Linked DNA regions of Arabidopsis thaliana: region 1 is linked to region 2. The links are chromatin contacts, called in public capture Hi-C maps. All regions are on one chromosome and are shown on one strand. The core of a region is the stretch at or near the end of the contact, and the rest is flanking DNA. Distances in the headings are between cores, read along the strand shown. Region 1 holds the start of AT1G43815. Region 2 holds the start of AT1G43000 (PLATZ transcription factor family protein).

Region 1 (6,403 bases), core at 2,452-4,951, 440 kb after region 2:
CTTATCCGGTCGTGTTGATATGCTTATGGTTGAACGCACCGTTCAGCATCTCATCGGCTCGGGCATGGTCAGTTCTCTTTCTATACCTTTATGTCATGATGTAAAAATGCTTATACTAGTTTCATTAGTTTAGTAGTTTTCTGATTTATTTATTTGTTTGTGTCATTTTAATTTTTTTTTATTTGGTTTGGTTAAGTTATTTTTTTTGTTATGCATGTGTGGAAACGTAAACATAACCAAAACTATTTGCCATTTTGTTTGTTTTGATCTGGTATGATAAAATTTTAATTTGGTTTTTGGTTTGAATACATTTTGGACGATTTAAAAAGAAAAAAAAATCCACCTTTTAATAATAATAAAAATTAATAATATATTATGTAAGATATATAGAAAATAAATTCTGATTTTTTTGTTTGTTTAGTTCGCTTACAATAACATAAGCTTTGGGTTTAAATGTTTTTAAATAATAGAACGAATTGATCACAAACAATTTCAATCTAAGTATTTTAGTAGTTTACGTTTGGTTGGTCCGGATTAGGTTTGGTTGGTTCGGGTTAGGTTTATACCATTCATAACTTTTCATATTGGCAACTTCAGGATCCAGGAACTGAGAACAATCCATACTTAGGTTTCGTGTACACGTCATTCCAAGAGCGAGCCACATTTGTGTCTCACGGCAACACGGCAAGGCTAGCCAAGTCCGCAGGAGATCCTGTCCTCGCTCGCATCTGCGGAACCATTGCAGCTGACGAGAAGCGCCATGAAAACGCTTACGTACGCATCGTTGAGAAGCTCCTCGAGATCGACCCTAACGGTGCAGTCTCAGCCGTGGCCGACATGATGCGGAAGAAGATCACAATGCCGGCTCATCTAATGACAGACGGTCGAGACCCGATGCTATTCGAACATTTCTCCGCCGTGGCTCAGCGGCTAGAGGTTTACACGGCGGATGATTACGCTGACATCTTGGAGTTTTTGGTTGGACGGTGGAGATTGGAGAAGCTAGAAGGATTGACGGGTGAGGGCCAACGTGCACAGGAGTTTGTGTGTGGGTTAGCTCAGAGGATTAGACGCCTTCAAGAGCGTGCAGACGAGAGAGCTAAGAAGCTTAAGAAGACCCATGAGGTTTGCTTTAGTTGGATCTTCGATAAGCAGATTAGTGTGTAAACTCTTGAAAATATCAAACTTTTCCTTTCTCCGTTTCTTGTTTTTTTTTTTCTTTTTTGTAATGCAAATCTTTGTTCTTAGGAAAATTTAATGTTAAGTTTCTATCTATGTAACGTGTTTTTAACTTAAAATTTGTATAATTTAAACATGGCTCAAACGGATAATTTTTTTTTTTGTTAACTTAGAGTAAATCCTTGAACCTATGGACTAATTCCAGAGGAGAGGGTATCCTATGGGTAAGGTCTCCCCATGTTTTCAAATAGGCCTTAAGCAATAGGTCCATTCCCATGTGCCAAAGGGACATGGCTAAGCAATTGTGCATCTGAGGAGAATTGATACCTAGCCTAGACCAAACAAGACAACTCTTCCACCAGACTAGAACCACTAGCCCACCACCTCTGGTTAAACTGATAAATTAACTAAGTTTTTGTTGACCAATCCGGACAATCCGATTTGACCCGATCCAAACCAAAACGAAAATAATTGATTTAGAAAACTCGATCGAAAACCTATTTTTATAACAAGTCAATAATATGTTTGATTAAAATCGGAAACCCGAACCGAAACCATAACCAAAACCAAACTGAAATCTAGATGAACATCTAATATTTTGGATTTTATTGTTAATTTAGATTTGGGAATTGTTCTCTCTTATCGTTTAGATGGTAATTATGTTTACGCCATTAGCTGAGGAGATTAGTACAAGAATATATGACGATCATTGATGCAACTAATATTATGATCCGATAATTAAAGACAAGACATAATCCAAGAATACGAAATATTATTTCCGACTATATAGTAATCACAAAAAGAGAAACAGAGTCAGAAAACCACAAAGAGAGAAACAGAGAACCCTAATAATCTTTTTGCTTCATGCCCAAGTAACTCTACGTACTAGTGTTCTTCTATCGGCTCGAATGAAGGGAACTGCACTTTCAACAACAATGTCAAAACTCCTCGTAACTCATCAATATTTCCCAAGACGTAAAAAATCATGTCGGTCATCATAAGTTTTGCGTCATCCTCTTCGATTCCAACTGCTATCAGGAAAAAATAAAGTTCTTGTTTCTTGACGTCTTCCTCGAAGAATTTGTGTGGTGAGAACGAGAATGAACTCTTTATGGGACCAAACTCATGTTTGAGTATCTCTGTCTTGACGTTGATCGTCAAGTCTTTCGTGTCTGGTTCTTGCTCGAGAAGGTGAGCAATTCTGAAACCAAGTAGAGGAGCAGGATTGTTGTTCGTCATAGCTGAAGTTTATGGATTAATGAAGATTGTTTCGCTTCTTTTTTTCTTTTATAATGATGTCTTCGAATATCAAATATTCCTTTTTTCCGATTTGCCTTTTTTTTTAGACTGCACTTTCCTTTTTTATTAAAAAAAATTATTTGCGTAGAATTCATTACATCATAAGAAAAGGGCCAATGACTGACTTTTGTTTTATAAAATAATTTTGGTTAATTGAAGTTTAAAGGATATCCGTGTATCCTTTGTTAGTGATGTTTTTGTTTGCCACTGCAATCTTGACTTTACGAGAAAATTGAAACTTAATAATTGGTTTCTCGTTATGCCAAAGATACAGTCAGGAAAAAAATATATATATAGTGAGAGGTACTAAACCATTTGGCTAAAGAGATCTTGACCACAAAACAACATAGCTATTTATTTTTCTCGTTTGGTCACTGTTGGTACTGGGCCTCACCGGCCCATTAAAACCATTTATTCAGGCCAGGCCTTATATCATGAAATAGTAAGAGAGCGGCTGAGCTTGTTTTCGTAGGCCCATCTGTCAGCCTCTCGGCTATTCAACGACCTCGAGGAGCGTGACTTCGGGAACAAGAATAACTGATCACGAGATCATAGGAGAAAGATCCGGGGAGGCGGAGAGGTCGTTGAGATTCTCGGACATATATGTACTACAAGGAATTAGCAACTTAATTCGGTGACTGATTTAGTAATCGTTAAATTTGGCGATTGCATAGTGATGTATTGGCGACTGATAAGTCTATATTAGACATTAGTCGCTAATAAGTCTTTAATTTGAAACTGATGAAAATAGTCGCTGATACGTCTCTATTCTGGCTACTATTTAACAACTCACATATTCTATTTGGACATTTAATTGGGTTTTATCGGCTCAATCCAGTTATTGTAGCCCATCAGTCTAAAGTATATAAACTCGTTTTCGGAAACCCTAATCACCTTTCTCCTATTCTCGACGAACCCTAACCCTAATCCCCTTTCTCTAATCCTCTCAATTCCATTTCAATTCTCTCATTTCTCAGATTCAATCCTCTCAATCTCTCATTTCTCAGATTCAATCCTCTCAATCTCTCATCTCTTAGCTTCAATTGATGGCTTCTCGTGGTGGAAAAGGCAAGAGAGGAAGATGAAGGGGATCGAAGATTTCCCCAAATCGACCCACTTCTTCCGCGGTGTTGAATCGAAGACCCAGTGGTCTTCCCAGCTAATACGAGTTCATGTCAGCGAACTGTCAAGCCCCACTTCAAGATTATGATAGAAATTCGATTGCACAGCCTCCAACGGGTCCTAGTCTCAAAGACTATCCTCCTTCGACGCATCTTTTCCAATCGTGCGAAGGATCTCCTCGTGGATCTGTATCTCCTCGAGCCTCTGGATCTCCTCGAGGCTCTGGATCGACTCAACCTCAATGTGGAGGATCTGTTCATCGTCTAGCATCCACGTCGAAACAACCTCCATCAGCGGTTCAACGGGAAGCGTTCAATCAGTCTCCTGCGACAGTTCAACGGGAAGTGTCCAACCAGTCTCCAATCTTGAATCAACAATGGGAAGCGTCAAATCCTCCACCTCGAGCCTCTGTATCACATCACGGCTCCAAGCTCAAAACTCACGTGCAGAGGAAGAAGAAGATGAGGAAGCTGAGTCTAGGAAGATGTTAAAAGGTATTCAACTCTCCCATAAGATGTGCTTGCTCCTCTACATGAGTTGCTTCTCATGCCAAGTCGTGAGAAATATATGACGGTCATCTCTCCTACATTTGAGCTTGAAACCCTATGGTAAGCATCTCCTCTTACCTTGTTTGTATATAGATGCCGAGTATATTAGGTTTGTATATAGATGATGATTAGATTAGGTTTATGATTAATATTGAATAATATGTGTATATATATAGATGTCGAGTAGATTAGGTCTGCTAATTGGTTTATGTGATTGTAGGTTTGGTCATGACAATGGTAATCTGATCAGAAAGATCATAAAGATATTTACAAACACGTTTGATGGGTCATTTTACAGTTGGAGATGTGTACCTACTGAAAAAGACACATATACTTCCTCGAATTCGCCGTAAACTTCTATCTCCTCTTAATCTTTTACTACTGTATGTATACATTCGGTTTGGCTGTTTGATCACTTACATCAAACTCTCCTCTTGTTTTGTAAAAAATATAGACATGGCATCCCTCACTAACCGGTGTGATTGAAGACAAATTCTACAAAATTTGTTAGCTACGTATGAAGGACATGGTTTCTAAGGCTTGCTCAAAGCGAGCAAGGGATCAACCGCCATGGATTGAGAAGACATTTTGGAAAGAAATGTGTGAGTATTGGGACATATAAGAAGCCATTGCTAATAGTTCAACCACATCAACAGCTCGAATGTCGGACCGTAATGGTCTTGGTCTTCACAAGCAATGCGGTTAATCTCTTTTTAATTTTTTTTATCACTTTGATCATCTTTTCTTTTGTTTATGCAGTTATCTGTCACAAACGAGAGAGGGGTATATTTAAGAATTAGAAGCTTAGGGAGGTACATCAATAAGAAGCGGAAGTACATACAAAACAGTTCTTCTTTCACTTCCTTGCAATCACAGCTGGAGGACGCCAACCGCAAAATAGAGGAAGAAGCGACTCTACAAGCACGTCGTGAGGTAGAGACATTGCAGGTGAGAACGAGATTTAACAAACAAAGAAACTTGTTGCAAGAACGAGATAAATAACACCCATAGTGAACAACAAGGAGAAGAAAACTCTTCAAACTTTGAAGACCTCCATAATAAACATACAAAAAAAACTTCTACTTACAGAAGGACCGAGTCCAAAGAGATTCAAAGGATGTGCGAGGAGGCTAAGGGTGAGAGGAAATGCAAAGGCATGGTGGACATAAATGCAACCCACGACAAAGCTACATTAAAGGCTTAGAAACGTCAATAAGCACATGAATGACATCAAAACCTTGGGCAAAATCAAGCAATAAAAATATACTATTCTTCAAATCACACCGTAGATCGAGCACGTCTGAAATTACTATCAACTTCTCTGTAACCACAAAACCCAAATGATCTTACCGTTCTGACCACAACCACAAAACTCCAAATCGAAACTTAAATTAAACAAACCAAAAGTTTTCCCAGTTGAAGACCAACAAGTCTGTACACAACATTTAAAATCTAATCCTAGCTAAACGATGAAGGAGAAAAACAAGAATGCCAGCTGACTCAACCAGGAGACAACAAGAACTCATGGCAGTAAAACAAAGACGAAACACATAAGAGACAAATGTGACACTGATAACACTAGATTTTAACTTTTTTAAGCTCTTGTTTTTTATACATTTAGCTTAGTTTCATGTCTCTTTTCATGCATTCTTAGTCTCTTTTCCTTCTTTTGCACATTTTGCATTGCATTACATAGCATACTTGCATTTGGAGTGTTTTACAGGTGAATCAGGTACTTTTGGACTCAACTTGGAGGTTTCTAGCACAAGGGATGGACAGACTCGAGTTCGGGGGATCTAAGGAAGGACTTAAACTATACTCGGCTTATATACTCGGCTGGAGGCCGAGCGGAGCACACTTGAAGAACAAGGAGTCTACTCGACCAAGGCACTCGGCTGGAGGCCGAGTAATGCACTTAAGGAAGAAGAGAAGCTGCTCGACCAAGCCACTCGACCAAGACCCGAGTGATGTGACCAAGAGGAAGTCACTCGACTTTTCTACTCGGCCAAGACCCGAGTGGTGCAGCGCCGACTTTCCCATTTTGTTTTTTTCCCAATTAGGGCATCCTAGGATTGCCTATAAATAGACCTCTTATGTTTTTGCCCAAAATATCTTTGCTTTGTTTGCTGGATATTAGGGTTTTTAGATTTCTTTTGCATTTTCTGGTTGTTGTGTTGAGAATTTGGATTTGATTTCTTCTGCAAACTTGTTTATCTTATTGAGATCTATCATTTGCTAAGTTTATAATGATTTCT
Region 2 (6,657 bases), core at 553-3,052:
GCAGTTGATGATTATATATTTTTCAATAAAATGTTAAATTATATTTTAAAAAAAGTAGATAAAGTGCAATTTCAATTAGAAACGAATAGAAGACAAGTTTTAAACACCAATAGAAATATTAAAAAGCTAGATGATGTTAGTTTTAACTTCTGGACAAAAACCAAATTTGGAGGTCGTATCTCTTGTCCCCAAGAAGTCTGATTGATGAGATTTGATTTTGGACTTGCTTATCAACCGAACTTGTCAATAATAGCATTAGTAATTATAATTTTAGTAACACATTATTTACATTAATTATAATTTTAGGACAATTGTATTAACCTGACTTGTGATCTAATGACGTGGTTCATAAAGTCACTTATCGAAAGTTAATAGTGTATATTTTCTATGATATAGTTCTTTTATAATGCTAATTAAATACCTATGAAGAAATATAAGGATTGCAAATTTTGTAATTAAACTAATAGAGAGGACTCTAACAAAGCTATTTAACTACGTAAAGCATATATTTCCTTTTGTATATTACTTTTTTGTTTGTATGTAAGCGGGAATACTTACCACATGTACTACAATTCCTTGTTCACCAAACTTCAAATAACTTCCCCAACGTCCTAAGTAACATCTTTAAAATTTGAAGAACATGATAGCGAGGGAAACTAAATTCAACGTGAATTTATTTTACTTGGTTTTACTCTACTTTTGTTACTACCAAGGTGAATTTGATTTAAACCTAGTTCAAAGTCACTTTTTTCTAGCCTAGCTCAAATTATATAAATTGTGCAATGTTGTAATTGTCCTAGTCTAATTATCATCACGTTTTTTAAATTTTAGTATTGATTTCACATGTCTTAATTTTAAATTTTATTTGATGATATATTATTTGACATAGTATAAATTTCTTTTTAACACGCGTTAAAAGCAATAATTTTCTTAAAAATATTTAACCAAATTTAGCTTGTATTATACAAAAATAAAATGAGTAATATCACTACCTAACTATACTTTAGGTTTTTATTATCAAAATTTATATATGACATTTTATTATCAAAATCTATATATGACATTTTGTACATATAGTGGTTCATTTCTCACACAAGTTCTTTTAAATTTATTTTAAATTTAGTATAGATTTCACGTAACGGTTTTAAGAAGATATTCCTATTTTGTTTGACTATATTATTTGATATAATATCACTTTCTTTTTGACACGCGTCAAAAATAATAATTTCCATTAAAATCATTTGACCACTTTTAACTCTTGTTGGATTATCTACCAAATATAATTGATGTTATATAGCTATTTTATATCAAAGTCATTTTTTGGAAAAACAGGGGCTTTTAGTTAAATAAAAAAACTAGAGGACCTATAAGTAAAAATATTATAATATATAATAACATAAAAAGATAAGTAATTAACATGAGTACTATGAAAAAAAATCACACAAGCAATAAGAATTAGTAAATCATTTGTCAATCATGGTATTAATAACACATTATTTACATAAATTTTATTTTTCTTATATCTAACACGCGTCAGAAAAGATAACTGTTGTCAATATATTTATTTTACTAATTTTAACAAATAATTTATTATCTACCAAATAAAATGACAACAAAATAAAAATCTAGATCTAAATACAGCAAACCAAATAAAACCAAAGCAAAATTGATGAGAAAAAATGCTCTTTTTCACAAAACTAGGGGGTTTTGAGATTATAAAATAAATAAAGAGTCTAAATGTAAAGTTATTATAACAATATGGAAGAAAATATAAATAAAAATAAGTAACAAAAAGTAAAAAAGGCCGACCTTTTCAGTGTCTTATAAATTTCTCCATCGTCTTCTTCTTCTTCTTCTTCTTCGTCTTCTCTCTGTAAACCCCCACACAAACCTGTGGCCGCTATATTCTCCATTTTCTCAGTAACCATCTCTGTTTTTTTCTCTGTTTCTCAGATTAAGTTTCGTGTGTCAAACAGATCAAAACCCAAACAATGGTTATTCCTCTGTTTTTTTCAGAATTTTTCAATCGATGTTATTTTATAGAAATTGATTCATGGGTCTGTGTTATTTTCAGGTGAGTTCCATTGTAAAAATGGAGAACGACGACGTAATGACTCCGCCATGGCTAACACCAATGCTTCGAGCTGATTACTTCGTGACTTGTTCGATTCATTCACAATCGAGTAAAAGTGAATGTAATCTGTTTTGTTTGGATTGTTCAGGCAATGCCTTTTGTTCTTCTTGTCTCGCTCATCACAGAACCCATCGTGTTATCCAGGTTTGGTTTTCAATTTTTCATTACCCATCTATCTCTCAGGAATTTTGTCGAACACGTTTGTTTAATGAACCTAATTCTATGTTTTTTTTTTGTTGTTGTTACAGATTCGACGATCGTCGTATCATAATGTGGTGAGAGTGAGTGAGATTCAAAAACATATTGATATCTCTTGTATTCAGACTTATGTTATCAATAGTGCTAAGATCTTCTTCTTAAACGCGAGACCTCAATGTCGAACTGGTAAAAGCTTAAACAAAACATGTCAGATCTGTTCTCGTAACCTTCTCGATTCGTTCCTGTTCTGTTCTCTTGCTTGTAAGGTAAATGCTGCAATGTTGTGGTCTTTCTTCAAACTCAAGTTTGATTATATAGGTTTCTTGATTGTTTCTTATTGGTCTAAAATAGCTTGAAGGTGTGAAGAATGGAGAGGATCCAAACCTGACTTTATTTCATAGTGGAAAGAGTGATGACTCGTCGAAGATCATCAATACCGGGATTTGTAGCCGTTTGATCGACGGGATCTCGATTGCGGTTGACGACCAACGCAGCGAAACCGCGGGTGTGTTATCTCCAGAGACACCTTCAATAGAAAGCCACCGGAATTACCCAATGAAGAGTAGAAGAAAGGGTATACCTCAACGAGCACCTTTCTAAAAGGCTTTATGAAAGAGTTAAGATATAAGATAGAATATGGGAAGGATCAGAAAAGAGAAAACAAAAAGTGTTGGTAAATGACTAATGAGTAAATGGAATCATCTTACATAAATAGTAGCAAGCTTAATGATTATAAGAGTACAGAACAAAAGTGTGATTTTTTCATAGATATTGGGTTATAAATATATGATTTTAAACAGCCTTATTTACCTCACTTTTGTCTCTTTAATTATTTTTTATAGCACTATCATCTATTTTTATGATTTGGAAAAATAAAATTTTAAAATGTCACATCACATTTACAAAACATGGAGATGTAAAAATACATATTTGTATATTTATAGGAGATTCCTTCATGGTCTTTTGAATGTTCATTTTAGCTTAAAAAGTGAGAGAGTGAGTTGGCATTTATGGAGGGGATATGTGAAAAGTATGGTATAAAATAAGCTTGGTTTAATAAAGAATGGAGAAAGTGTAGTGGTGCGGATTTGTCATACTTTGCCATCAACATTGTTTTTGGGGTTTGGTGAGAGTATCTTATAATTTTTTGGGCAAAGATATATTTCCTTTTGTGGAAGGTAAATCATGTTTTGCTTGTTTACCTCCTTTTAAAGAAAACGATTTAATTTTTTATTTTGCCAAAGGATTTTCATTTTTATTGACTTTGTAGGTTCATATGGTGGACACAAACATATTGGGATTAGCCCATACATTACAAGGCTCATGCCCCATTAAAGATGTCAACTGGGCTGTTCATGTCCAAATGAACAGCCCTATTTTTTGGTCATTATTGGTTTAAGCTAAATGGGATCAAATCCAAATTAGACCAAACCCAAAAAGAACCATAATAAATCAGGCAATCCATGGGTCCAAATCTTATTATATAAAATACAGTTTAGAAAGTTAGTAACTCGCGAGATCATGACATATGGCAAGTATATATATATATATATATAATTATGTTTATTAATCAAAAAAAATTAACAGTACATGTGTTATGATCAATTAAATAAATCTAGCATGTATTAATTTAAAAAAAAAATTATTAGTAACTCTTAAAAATAAAAAGACATTGAGAAGATACCCTGGATATGTCCTGGAATATCACTGGCTTTGAGGATTGTACCTCTCATGCTTGCTTCACTTATATATTCATTTGAGGATTGTACACCCTCGAGGTCGTTCTTGAGGATTTGAACATGACTTTGGGATTTACCTTGCACAAGACCGAACCAATTTATTCTGACACCCTCGAGAAAGCGTACAATTATTTTTATTAGTCTTTCATAATTTCATCTCCCTGGTATTAATATATAGACAACTAACTCTAGCCTATGTGTCGATGTCGTGCTTATAAAGAAACTTACTTTTTAATTATACCTTGATGCTTCCAAAGTGAGTCTTTTTATCGTTGGTTGGAATGTATTGTTATCGTTACAAAGTTATTTGATTGTTGGTCTCAAGGGTAAGAAAAGGAAAAGTTTTTTTTTCGTTATTATAAATGAAGTAGTTTATCAAGTTGTGTTGGGTTTCAAATTTGTCTCTAAAATCTATGAATTTTTCCTACAGCCTATGTAATATTGGCTTATATAATAAAATTACCGAGGACCAATAACATCAATACACACATTCGGAAACACATCGAATCAATAAGAATACAATGTTAGCGCTTAGTGCTACTGGAGTCTATACTCGTCACATCCCAGATGGTTCGTTCTATATCTTTCTATTGGATTTACTCAAGTACTTATCTTTTCTCAATTAACCGGTTACGGTAAGATTTTGATCATACCTATATTTAAGAAAAAACAAATAATAGTTAATTCATATTTTACTAAACTTATATATATATATATATTGATAAGTTTATGCAATTATTAGTATATGATAATGATGTGACCAGATAGTTACATACGATTTTCAAACAAATTATTATTTTATCGAATTATGTTAAATATTATATTGCCTCGCTAAAGACCAAAAACTTTTATAAATTATAGTGATTATTAATTTCTCGAGTATTAGTTTATAAAAAAATTTTTTGTACAAACTCTTCACAAGTTAAAGTTGAATTTACAATTGTGGTCACTTATTTTCTTCTCCTAATTTATTTGAATGTTGTATAATTTATAAATTACTAGATTAGGACCCGCCCGATGGACGGGTTTTAAAGTTTTAAAATAAAATTTTATAAATGTATATCAAAATTTGTTGTAAGAGAAAATATTTTTGAAAAAATAGATAACTTTTTTAGCTAGAGAAAAGACTTATAATATTTCTTTAAACCTTTTTGTTGAGAAAAAGTTTTTATTTCACTAATTTTTACTTCTATATTTTAGTTATCAAATGTTTTACCACATACTTATCATTATTAGTAATGTCAATTCACAAAAAAGTAATTTTGGAAATCCATATATTTTTCAATTTTTTTTTATAATCCAACCACCAGTCAAACTTTGATCTTATTTACATTATTTTACAAATATACTATTGAACTATGCTTTTTACCGTTTACAAAATATATATATGATCAGTTGATAACAATACCCCAACTATATGTCTATTTTTTTTTCTTATAGTTTCTTTAACCATTTAAATTGTTGACCCAAAAAATATATTAAATAATCACATAAAAATAATTGATGACATTTATATAAAAGAAAAAAATATGCTTAAATGAAGTGAGTGTATAACCAACCTAGAAATTAGAAAAGTTGAGAAATTAATTTGACATAACTAAAAGAAAAATGAAAATTATAAGTACAATGATATATGAGTCTTAGATAATAAAAGTATAAAAATAAAAATTAAAAGGAAAATAAAAATAAAATAAAGAATCTACAAAATACTACACCTAAATTAAAAAATAGCAGAAAAGAAGAAATATATATTGATCTAAATTGTCTTAACAAAAAAATGGAAATTCAAATAAACAACATAACAATTTATTTTAAATCCTAACAAACTTTTAGTTATAAAATAAAATCAAAAGGAATAACATATAATTTTAAATTAAATAATGACACATGTTATAATCTAAAATTATTAGCTCGATGATATATAATTAATATTATATTATTCAAAAACTTTATACTTATTTTTTAGTTTAAGATTTTCAATGCATGTAGTCATTAGTGAAAACACCAAAAATTAGGAAAATAGGGCTTAAAGGGATTGATTTTTTGATTATTTGATGACAATGTTAATATAAATTTTAAGTCATTTAATATGAGTTTGACATTAGGTAAAACTAATTTATGAGATTATAGAATACAACAAAACTATATCTTAAACAATGTTTCTTTTCCAAAATAGTTTGTGGTTTTCTTTATTTTTGGTTCATTATGTTTTGTTATTTATTAAATATTTTAATATGAAGTAATTCTATTATTTTGATATGATATAATTATATTGATGTGATATGATATACATATTATTTTGATATAAAATTTAACAGTTATCCATTAAAATAACATGTGCATAATCAAAATCGAGATTATCATGATGAAATAGATAGTTAAATTGTATAGCAAAATAAAATCTATAAGATTAAAATTTTGGTTTTTATTAATTACTAAACAAAATATAAAGAAAGTGTGTTGACTAACTTAAAATTTTAATATCATCAATAAGATATAGTTAAAATCATTAAGTATATAGCAAAATGAATATTGTAAGATTAAAATTCGATATAAATTTTTTTTACTAGATTAGATATTTAAAAA

The links. Capture Hi-C pulls out chosen DNA fragments and counts their contacts.
Region 1: a contact with region 2 is called in a capture Hi-C map of seedling, with 3 times the contacts expected there.

What each region holds. Positions count from the first base shown.
Region 1 is chr1:16,578,383-16,584,785 of TAIR10.1, forward strand. AT1G43815 reads left to right here and starts at 3,702. Exons shown (of 4, transcript NM_001333221.1): 1 at 3,702-4,109; 2 at 4,186-4,208; 3 at 4,908-5,096; 4 at 5,872-6,174. The coding sequence starts at 3,842. The coding sequence ends at 4,193. FTM1 (Plant stearoyl-acyl-carrier-protein desaturase family protein) reads left to right here. Exons shown (of 3, transcript NM_103508.5): 2 at 1-67; 3 at 598-1,340. The coding sequence ends at 1,167. AT1G43810 reads right to left here and starts at 2,418. Exons shown (of 1, transcript NM_103509.1): 1 at 2,065-2,418. The coding sequence starts at 2,418. The coding sequence ends at 2,065.
Region 2 is chr1:16,138,724-16,145,380 of TAIR10.1, forward strand. It overlaps AT1G43000 (PLATZ transcription factor family protein), which reads left to right and starts at 1,803. Exons shown (of 4, transcript NM_001333205.1): 1 at 1,803-1,994; 2 at 2,075-2,278; 3 at 2,383-2,598; 4 at 2,684-3,069. The coding sequence starts at 1,992. The coding sequence ends at 2,932.